Linked DNA regions of Rattus norvegicus: region 1 is linked to region 2. A link is a contact called in public Hi-C data. All regions are on one chromosome and are shown on one strand. The core of a region is the stretch at or near the end of the contact, and the rest is flanking DNA. Distances in the headings are between cores, read along the strand shown.

Region 1 (5,519 bases), core at 944-3,443, 60 kb after region 2:
TTTGGGGCAGACACCAGGCCTCTGCCCTGCCTTTTCTGCACTAGGAAGAAAAATGTCCCTGAAACTTAAAACTTGGGACAGCTCCTCGGTTCGGCGGATGAAGCTCGGCCAGACTTCGAGACCGGAAGGGGCGGGACCAGACTCACCCCTCCGCCGAGTAGGACGCCGAGCGCCCGCCCCCAGTTCATGCAGCCCGCGCTGGTAGAGAAAAGGAGAGATCAAAGGCCGCTCATTTCACCGAGGAAGGATCGGGAGCCCCGAGCGGAGCGGTCTCCCCTTACCTGCAGAAGCCACGTGACGAGAAAACAGTGCACACCACGTGACAGGAGCAGCCCTGCCTTCCCAGAATCTCCAGACCTGGCCAATCCCGGCCCTCGAATGGCCCGCTAGCCCTGCCTCCCTAAGGGGGCGTGGCGTCCGGCCCCCTGGCCAATCGGCAGCTTGGTCCGAGGACGTGCGCAGGAGTAGTCCGCCCACTTCCGTGAAGCCAGAGCCCGCTGCTGGCAGGGGAACGCTGCTGCGGCGGCCCGCCGTCACGTGATGAGGCCTGTCCTTTCAGGAGGCGCCGCCTCAGGAGCAGCGAGCGGAGGCCAATCTCCGGTCGGCCTCGCCGGCCACGTGATGCGGGACCTGGCGACCCGCGCTCTCGCTGCGTCAAGCTGGGGCCGGGGAGTCGTCCTGAGGCCCCGGAGTGTGCCTAGTAACAGTCCCCCTCCCTCCCCGCGCTGACAGGCGGGGAGCAGTGAGAGCGTCGGAGCAGCCTTGGGTGGGGACAGTGCCCCCCCCACACCCACCCCGCCCGCCCTTGCGTTAGCACCGAACTGAGAAGCCAGCTGTCCCTGGGTAGGGGGCAGTGATCAGGCAGGCTCAGGCATGGCACTGCCAGGGCTGGGTGAGGAAAGACACCTTTGCAAAGCCCTGGGTGACACCTGTAAATGGGCTAGTGGGTGATGCGAGATGCCGAGAACCCAAAGCTTAGGACCAAGTGTCTGACATAGGAGAGTTGCAGGTTAAGAGTTCAGAGGGATGGCCCTGTTCTTTCTCCCTTGCTGATTCTTCTCCCCAGGACTGGCCCTTACAGTCCTGTCTTGGGTATCCTTACCTTCATCCATTCCCCCAAGGAGCCAGGACCTGCCCTACATAACCTCCCTGGAGCCTAAACACATCCAGTGACCCAAAAAATGGAGAGGGGACCAGTGAGAGGCCAGAAAAGAGGGAGGAGACAGCAGGAAAAAGGGCTCTGCCGCCCAAATATTAGCCCTCCCTCCAAGGTCTGGGGTCCTTGGCGTGGGTGGCTGATGTTAGGCTCCTGCATTTCCTTCTTGAGTTGGGAGGGGGCCGGTCTCTGAGACCCTTGTGTGTGTAGGTGATGGGGGCGGGGGTCCAATATTTGGGCCCTTCCTAGGGTCTGAGTTACCTGTCGAGTTGCTTCAGGGAATGGAGTCCTGCCGTCACCAACTCAGACCTTTCAGATGGAATGTATTTTATTTAGATCTCTGTGTGGTCATCTTCATCTTTGGGTCAGCCGAATGTCTCCTCCCTCGTCCCCAAGTTTGCAGTTTCTTTGAGACATGAATGTGGGGTTTCTTATCTCAAGCTAGGTTCTGAAATCTAATTCTGGCCTGGGACTCTTTTCTAATATTGGCTTCATGTTTTCCTTTGGGTCTAGGTCTCTGTTTTAGATCCCCCAAACTACCAGTCCAGGGTTCGAATAAGATTAATATGGGTTTGGGGAACCCATATTCTGATCCATGAATCCTTTCTTTAATTTGGGTTCAGAGTGGGGAGTGTTCTGAGCTCAGAGGTCTCTTCCTTCTAGATTTGGATCTGTGAGACCCAATTTGTTGAGTATGGAGTGAGGGGTGAAATATCTTTCTCTGGATCTGGGTCTGGGGTCTGTCTCAGGGTCTTGGGTTAGCTTCTTCAGGTCTCTGGTGTGTATGAGTCAGGGGTCCCTCGCGCTCTCTCTTTCCAGGTCTCCCTGAGTAGGGGTGGGGGCTGCAGTCTCTCCCTCCTCCTCCTGCTCTCTCCTCTCTAGCTCGCTTCCCCCGCCCCCCCTCTCTCTCTGCTGCCGCTGCTGCCGTTGGCTCTTATTCTCCTCCTCCTCCTCCTCTCTCCTCCTCTCTGCTCCTCTCCGCTCCTCTCTCCTCCTCTCTCCTCCTCCTCCTCCTCCTCCACCTCCTCCTTCTCCCCCTTTCTCTCCCCCTCTTTCTCTCTTCTTTTTCTTCCCCGTCCCCCCCGCCCCCTCCCCCTCAGGCCTGATGAGCAGGTCTCGAGCCTCCATCCATCGGGGGAGCATCCCCGCGATGTCCTATGCCCCCTTCAGAGGTACGGTGGTGGTAAGGGTAGGGGAGGGCCATATGGGGGGGCAAGAGGGGGAGGGGCAGGGGGCGGGGGAGGGCCAGGGCCACCGAGGGGAAGGAGCGGCTGAAATGGAGGGAGAGGGGAGGGCTGGAAAGGCAGAGGTGGGAACAGTGGGAAAGGAGGGATTAGAGGCATAGGGGTAGGTAAGGGATAGAGGGGCTGAGATATGGGCCCTGAAAGGGGCTGAGGGGAAGTGATGGAGGGAAAGCGCGTCAGAAAGGGATGAGAAGGGAGGACTGAGTTTGGGGAAAGGCTGCAGAAATGGTTTGGATTTGGGAGCTGAGTGAGGAAGAAATTACCAAGGAAATAGAGGCACGGGCTTAGGAGATGGGTAGAGGGGAAAATGAAAACACGGGCGGCGTGAGAGACCAAGGAGATGGGAAGGGAATTTGGTGAGGGGCTCGGGGTGATAGGACTTAGGAAAAGAGTAGAGGAGGGAGGGAGGGAAGGGGGCCAGATGGAGAAAGAGGGTGGCAGTGGGGGGGTGGGGGGTCCAGATGGAGGGAAGAGAGGAGAGAGAGAGAGGGTTGGGGGAGGGGACGCCAGAGAAGGGGGAGGATCAAGTGTTTTTTTTTTGTTTTGTTTTTTTTTTTGGTTGGGTTGGGGGGAGATGCATTTAAGATTGAGGGATGGTTGCAAGGGCCAGGTAACAATTCTGAGGGCGACTGGCTCTTAGAAGTGAGATGCAGTCTCAGGGTCTCATTTGCTTCCTTCACTTAATCGCTTTGACCCCTTCCCCCACCCCACCTCTTCTTTCCAGTCCCCCTCCCTGCCTCTGCTGTCCATCAGTTATATCTTTCCCCCCATATGGTGTCCGTTTCTTATATGAGTCCCCCTTCTGTCCTTCCCCTGTATTGGTCCCTACCTCATATCTCTTCTCTCTCCCTCCCCTTTTCTAATAACTACCTTAGTACATCACTGCTGCTCCCGGGCTCTGTGTGTGTCTCAGCCCCCGTCGGGCCCTGCTCACCCATGTTGGCTGAAACCTTCTGGTCCATTCACTTGCCTTAGGCATACACCACCATCATTACTTCCTTTTCTCTTAGATCCACCCTGTTACTTGTCCCTCAGCTCACCCTCTGTTTCCTATCCCACTTCCCATCTTGTCACATGGTTATTTCCTCTTATGCCCCAACCTGGTGATTCCTCTCTTCTTGTCCCCTCTGCTTCCTTGGGTGATGGAGATTTGGGGGGGTACCAAAACATGGGTTTTGATGGTTGGAACAGGGCTCTAGGGAATCCCCGTCTTGGACTCTTGTGGAATTTGTCATTCCAGTAAAAATTTCCCATTTCCCCTTTCTCTGCCATGTTCCATCATCTCCCAGGGTCACTAGTGTACTTAACTATAGACTGTGTGTGTGCCTGTGTGTGTGTGTGTGCTTGCATGTATGTGTGTGTATGTGTGCATGTGTGCCTGTGTACGCGTGCATGTGTGTGCGCATGTGTATGCATGTATGCATATGTGTGTGTGTGTGTGTGTGTGTGTGTGTGTGTATGCGTGTGTGTGTGCGCATGTGTAGAGTTGAACCTAAGCTAAGGTCCCCTGTGTCCCTTTCCTGTTCCCAGTAGAATAGTGTCCCTTGAGGTCTAACCTGCTTGCCCCAGCTGTAGCCTGGAGCAGCTGTTGTGTCTTGCTTACATGCATCCACAGATTTTCCCTCTGGGTCCACCATGTGTTGAGATGAACTAGGCCTCCAATGGCTGCGCTCTAAGTTATGGGTGGAGGGTGTTGCTGCTGTTGTGCTGGGGCTTTGAATCCTAGTGGGATTTTTGTTGTTGCTGTTGTCGGTTTTGGGGGTTGTTGTTGTTATTGTTTGTTTTGTTGGGTTTTTTTTTCCCTACCACTGAGCTATAATCCTCAGCCCCACCAGTGATCTTTGATATTTAGAGAATACGAGGAGAGTCTCCAAGAAAGCATCAAGACAGTGAAATTCTGAAAGCACTGTGAGGTTTAGGCACAATTCCCCAGGTGTTCATCTTTCTGTCTGACCTGCGATTTGGGTAAATATGACCATCATCGGTAAGGGGATGGAGTTCCCTAAAGTTACTCAAGGGACTGGAACGAAGCTCAAAGGCCAGTTCTCCTGAAAGGTGCCCAAGTTAATTACCCCACAAAGGTGACAGCACTGGGATTTTCTTCCTGTGAACATTCTCCAACTGATCTCTTAAGCCTAGACTTATCACTCCAATGTCACCAATCTAACTTTTCTGACTCCCTTAAGTCCTTTCCTTCACTATGTCCCCAAAAATGGTCTATGGCAACAATGCTAGCAAGACAGCCAAGATGTCTCAGGGAGATCCTCGGACAACTGTTGGTCCTTCCCCGCTCCCCCCACCCCCAAATCTATCTTCAGATCCTTGGGAAGTTCCTCTGTCATCAGGCCTGGCTGTTCCGCTCTCCTCCACTCTTTCTTAAGTTCCTCACTGTGCCCAATGACAGCCAGGTGCGGCTGTCAACCTGTAGAGTTGGCTTCATTTCTACCTATGAAGCTTAGGTGGGGAGAGGAGGATTGACTCTTGACTCCTGAGCATGTTGTGAACAGAAAGGCCAATCCCATCTCTGGTCATCCAAGCAGTATACTCACAACCTTCTCCCACCCTGATCCCCCTGATAACATCAGGATAGAAGTGGGTAATTAGGAAGGGAAGAAGAGAGGGGAGGCCTCGTGCCTCTCTGAACATGTAAGCCCCCCTTCCTCTCTTCTAAATGTTTATTTCTCAGGATCTCATGTCTCAGATATTCTTCAGAATACCGTCTTCCTCTCTACAGCTGGGCACCTCAGATTCTCCTAAACGTGTGAGGCCACATCCATTGTGAACAGCTTGTCAGTTCCTCTCCTCTGACCTCTCTGTCTTTTGCCAGTTTCATAAACCTCTCCAACACCCCTCCAACATTGGGGCAGAGTTTTCCCATTCTCCTGCCACCAGTAAAGTCCCTCTGTGTCATAAGACTAATTCTCATCTTTGAAACCAAGCCCATCCCCTCCCTGGAGCCTCCTATGATGATGCCACTCAGTGTGAAAGACCATCTTCCGACCCTTTAAAACCACCAGGCATTTCACACCGAAGACCTCTCTGGGCAATCCCTCCTCCCTCTTTGCAGACTCTCCTCCCCGCTCTAGGTTTCTACACCCAAAGTATAGACCCTCCCTCAC
Region 2 (5,425 bases), core at 2,819-5,318:
CGCCTCAGCTCCCTCCCCCAATCTCCAAAGGAGAAACGGAAGCCGCACTTAGTGGCTCACACAGATAACCCCGGCACATGGGAGACCATGGAGGGAGGACTGCACATACTGATAACCCCAGCACATGGGAAACTGGCAGGAGGACTGCACACTGGTAACCCCGGCACATGGGAGACCGTGGTGGGAGGACTACCATGAGTTCCAGACAAGCTTGCCTAAGACCCAGTCTCAAAAACAAACAAAAATGAGTAACGGCCAGTCAAAGTAAGAATAGGACCTACCTGGTGGGAATTCTGGGATTTCAGTCTCTTAAACAACACCACCACCACCAAGATCCCACAGCATGAGGCATGATAAGCTTTCATTTTAATCCCAGGTCTGGGATAGGGCTGCTTCAGACTGTCCATGGCAGCTGACTGATTTGCCTCGTGCTCTAGCAAAGGCGTCTGATTGTGTGATACTTGGAATTCTGGGAGCTTTTCAGAGGGTACATAAATGCTAGGACACCCCCCACAAGAGGAGGGGCAGATTGGCCATTCGGGGGGGGGGTTGCCTGCAGTTTGTTAGTCGTGCTCAAAGAAGCAACAAAAAGAAATTAGACTCAGGGATCTCTCTCTTCTATCTCTCCTTCTCTCCTATGTAGTCATAGGGAGTAACCCCAGCAGAGAAAGGGCGGGAAAAGAACAACCCACACAGTAACAAAGACCAGCTACACCAATCTGCTGAGCTACTGAGGTGGTGATGGTCATGCCATTTGCCATTTAATACCTCTGGCTAACCAAATCTGTCTCATTCCTGACTTTCGATAATAAAACCCCCTATAGGAGGCCAGTCAGTACACGGAGCACAAGAAGTTTACAAACCTCCAGCTCCGAAAAAAAGAAAAAGAAAAAAAAAAAAAAAAAGAAGTTTACAAATGAGAGCCCTCTCCAGCCACAGTTAAAGTTTTCCATACTGTCTTTTACATTTTCACTTATGTGTGTGTGTGTTCCTGCATGGTGTGCATGTGGCGGTCAGAGGACTTCCGGGAGTCAGTTCTCTCTGTGTGGACCCTGCATGAAGCTCATTTCCTCACCCTGTTGGTGAGGGCCTTTACTCAGTCACCTCAGAGGACAACATCTCTCCCTTTCCTCCCTCTTTCCCCTCTTCAATTCCTGACCTCTTTTTTACTGTCATTTGTATATGCATGTAGATTCCTAGTACAGCCTGCCTGTAACATTTCTAGAAGAGTGGTTGGAACGAAGTGCTGTGTGCACTCAATACTGAGAAAGAGAGACTCGACCCTGGCTGGGCAGCTCCACGGCCAGTTGTGTGTCCAGCACGAGCAAGGCCTGGCCCTGAACCCAAACCAGGGTGATTTCCTACCCTAGTGTTCTGTGAAAACAATCATTCAGGAGAGGCGGCCTAGGCCTGCTGCAGCAGCTTCTGGAAGGTGACAGAGAGCTTCCCTGATGCTGGTTCAGTCCCCTGGGGATGAGGGGAGGGGCCTGATAGCAACGAATAAAGCCATGTCACGGTTCTTTTTATATAAGATTTGTACGTGCACTGGTGTCCGCCTGTATGTATGTCTGTGTGAGCGTGCCAACTGCTCTATAGCACACAGAGTTACAGCCGTGACCTGCCCTGCGAAAGGTCAGCCAGTCCTCTTAACTGATGACCCATCTACCCAACCCCGTTTTCATGGGTTTCTAGTCAAGCAGGTATGACCTGATGTGATGAGGAAGAGGGGATACAGTGACTTGATTTCACCCCAGAGTCCATGAGAAATGATCGGTCAGTCCTGGCCCAGAGCACTCTAGGAGCCCAGACAAGGGCCTAGAGGGTGACTTTAAACCAATCCTGCACTTCCGGGGATCCAAGTTGGGTTCCCAGCACCCAGGCCACATGGCTCACAGCCACCTGTAGCCCAGCTCTGGAGGGTCCAACGGCTGCTCCTAGATTCCCTAGGCAGCTGCACTCACATGCACAGACCCATACCTAGACACACACACAAGTAAAACCAACTTGGAAATAACTGACAGTCACTGAGCCACACACTCCTGCCCTGCAGAAGTCACATGGGACTGGACTGTCTACAACAGATGTGAGAAACACGCTGAGCCTCTCACCGATCACCCGTCACTGAGCACACAGGGCCACCCTGCACGCTGCGATTCACACACCCAAGCTTTCAGTATGTTCTTTGCTAATTATCTGGAGCTTGATCTGGGAACCTCGGGGTCCTAACTGTCTCTTGGTGCTAATAACATTTATTGGATCAGTGAGCAGCACAGCGCCTTGCTTCACTGCTACAAAGAAAAGTAACTGGGAAGAACCTACTTTCTACAGTTGGGAAGAAACAGACCCATAGGACAAAGGCTGTGGTCGCCACCGCCATCCCCCATTAAGACCAACGATGTGAGGGCCGGTTCTCTTGAGAGAACTACTGTCCCCACAACGGGCCTGAATAGGGTGGAGCTGAGAGAGGAGGTGCTGGCAGAGCTGAGGGTTTCAGACTGCCCCCCTTAGGAGTTTCAAATGATGAAGACAAAGGACTCAGGGAGTTCGGTGAGAGTATTTGCATAAAAACACCAGAAATGGAAAAGGCAGATGGTTCTGTCTTCCTGTTAGGTGGTGCCCGAGGAGAAGAGCAGACGCTCAGAGGCGTTCAAGACAGATCTACCCCATTTCTGCACATCTGCCCATGGAGTGCCCTCTTCCCCTGTCCAGCACAGCAAAGTGGTGGACCTCTGGGAACTCTGCTGCACCGCACTCTATTTAGTGAGTGAGACAGTGGCCTTTGCAGGAGAATCCACCGCTTCGGCCGTGTCCCTTCTGCCCACTAGAGGCCACCGTTGAGGCACTCAAGACCATGGCCGAGAGACTCAGGAAGAGGTTCCTTGCTGGACAGGCTGTCCTTAGGCTAGAGTGAGCTTTGAAGAGACTCAAAGTGTGATTTTTGAAACCTGGGACGAGTGCAGAAAAGAACTCGGGTGTCGGGACTCCTAACCTTATGAGTTTCTCAAACTCTGGTTTCTGGAAACCGACACCCTGACCGCCTCCCCAGTCCCTCTGCAAAGCCCCGCCCCCAAACCACAGCAGGTTTCAATTTTACTCTCCCCCTACAATGAAAGGTGAAGATTGTCTAACCCTTAACAGAAAAAATATACTGATCCTCCAACTCTTGGCGAGTCGCCGAACTGGCCAATCTAGACCCTTAAAAGCTACCCATCCATCTCCCGCTTCTCTTCAGGGCTACCTGTTGCCATGGTGATGAAGACAGGCTCCCGCTGAGGCTCCGGCAGTGGTCGCAGCAGGCTGGAGAGGCTGAAGACCGTGCCGGATACGCTGACCATCAGCCAATCCCCGTCCAGGGCCCGCGAGCAGTTCTGCTGCGGACTCAGACCCCTAGCCCACTTCGCCGAGGCGGGGAACGGGATGTAGCTGCTCATCTCGCAGTGTGGGGCGTGGGCGCCTGCGGGGTACCGCCTGAAGGCAGCCAGGAGCATTCCCGCCGGGTCTGCGGAACCGAGAAGGATGTAGCGGTAGGCCCGGCTGGAAACGTGCTGACTGTACACAGGCCGGAAGGCACAAACTAGCAAAGTAGTGAGCGACTTAGAGAGTATCCAAACTTATTTACAAAGGGGAAAACTGAGGCCCGGGGACCCTACGTGAGCTAAGAGGAGGCGACAGACGCAGCTGAGTCCCGAAGACTCACCATCCACCTTGAAGTATAGCTTAGGGTCAAGATCTGGCCGGGGCGGCGGTCCCCTGGGTCCATGGCGCAGTAGCAATGTGGCAGGTTTCTTGGACAGGCCACCCCCACCTGCATCCTCCACGAACCAGCACTCAATCGTCTGTGGTCCAGCCGAGACCACCACGGTCGCCAGGCCTGGGGAAGAGGGGCTCCGGTGACCAGGCTGCCACAAGGTGTCCGGGACCGGCCCGCCCTTCAGACCCGCGATGGGATCACCTCCCTCTCCTTCCCAATGTGTCCTTTCCTAAACGAGAAGGAATGGGGTCCGCTCACCCAGTGCCACAACGACGAGCAGGGGAAGAAGCTTCATGGTGCTGCGATCTCCCCTACCAAGTCTGTTTCCTTTCACTTTCATTTTCCCTCAAAGGCGGGGGGTGAGGAACTGGAAATTCCCTGCGCTGGTCAGGTGAGGGCGTGACTGCGCGCTGGAGGAACGCAGCCCGCAAGGGCCAAACAGAGATCCCGAAACCCTGTCTCGGGCTCTCCGGCCCCTCCTCGCCCTGCACCCACACGCGTGGATCACCCGACAGCGCGCCAACTTTGAGCCTTTAGCAGCTTAGGCTCCGCCCTCGGGCTGCGCCCTCTTAGCGCCACCTCCCTTAGAACCATACTCCTGCGTCCCCCGACCTGTGTCAGCTCCCAGCAAACAGAGGGGTGTTGGGAAACCAAGTGAAGTGACCAATAAATATTTTAATCACCGTTAAAAATTAAGACCTATACTACGCGGCTCACCCCTTGTCTCCGCCCACTTTCATGACAACCCAATTTGGGATCCTCATGGCAAGGGTGGGATAGTACAGGAATAAGGGGCGCATCCTTCAAGAGGAGTCTCAAAGGCCTCGTCCCACAACACAAACACAGACTTCAGGCACAAATTAGCACAACCTGACTGTTGGCCCTGCGACTCCAGGATGCTCAAAATGTCCCTTTTCCATCCCCCCACCGTCTTGGCACTACTCCGTGAAGGTGGGGCTCTGGTGTGCTCAAGGGAGAAGAAAAACTGCTTAGTTCCGGAGATATCGAGGAAGGGGCTAAGGAATGGAACGGGCTATCGATGGTGCAGCCTATGCCCTTCTCTAGAATATATACAAGTCCACAGAGATAAGGGAAGACGGTTTGGTGGGGAAAACCCCGGGAGCCACGTTGCCCTTAGACTAAGCTCCCCGATAGCCTGTCCTTCAGTGTGCTGCTCCTCCACCCCCACTGAAATCCATCTCGACTTTGTGCACGCTGGGTGGTGACCAGACACGCCTATTAGACGGGGGTGTGGCCGAATTCGCCTCATCGCCACTGCCCCCACCCACTGCGGAGGACTCCCTCTTGGGTTGCAGTGCTGGCCCTGTGGGTGCCCCCGGTCCAGGTCCAGGTACCGATGCGGCCCCGCCCGCGCCCATCCGGTGCCGGCGCTCACAGTGACCCCGGTGACGCATGAAACTGTCCCGCCACATGAACTTCTTGGCGCAGACACTGCATTCGTAGGGCTTGAGGCCTGTGTGCGTCTTCATGTGCTCGGTCAGGTGGTGTTTCATCTTGAACTTCTTGTTGCACACGGGGCAGTCAAAGGGTCGCAGGTTGAGATGCATATTCACGTGCCGGTCCCGCATACTCTTATGTGAGAAAGCCTTCCCACAGTGGCAAAGAAAGATCTTATTCCCGTCGCTGTTGCCTGCCCCTCCGGGGGTCCCCCCA

The links. Hi-C and Micro-C count contacts between places; a contact is called where the count stands out from the background.
Region 1: a Hi-C map of liver shows a contact between it and region 2, with 2.2 times the contacts expected there. The contact joins the promoter of Syngap1 here to the promoter of Tapbp in region 2. A contact is called at or near these places in 5 of 12 Hi-C or Micro-C datasets (the A7r5 cell line, frontal cortex, kidney and 1 more) and 1 of 1 datasets of contacts at active chromatin or transcription factors (oligodendrocytes).

What each region holds. Positions count from the first base shown.
Region 1 is chr20:5,026,033-5,031,551 of GRCr8, forward strand. Syngap1 (synaptic Ras GTPase activating protein 1) reads left to right here and starts at 2,194. Exons shown (of 19, transcript NM_181092.5): 1 at 2,194-2,328. The coding sequence starts at 2,262. It overlaps Cuta (cutA divalent cation tolerance homolog), which reads right to left and starts at 278. Exons shown (of 6, transcript NM_212494.2): 1 at 147-278. The coding sequence starts at 188.
Region 2 is chr20:4,963,809-4,969,233 of GRCr8, forward strand. It overlaps Tapbp (TAP binding protein), which reads right to left and starts at 4,069. Exons shown (of 8, transcript NM_033098.2): 1 at 4,010-4,069; 2 at 3,698-3,871; 3 at 3,239-3,499. The coding sequence starts at 4,046. It overlaps Zbtb22 (zinc finger and BTB domain containing 22), which reads right to left. Exons shown (of 2, transcript NM_001009172.3): 2 at 4,408-5,425. The coding sequence ends at 4,915.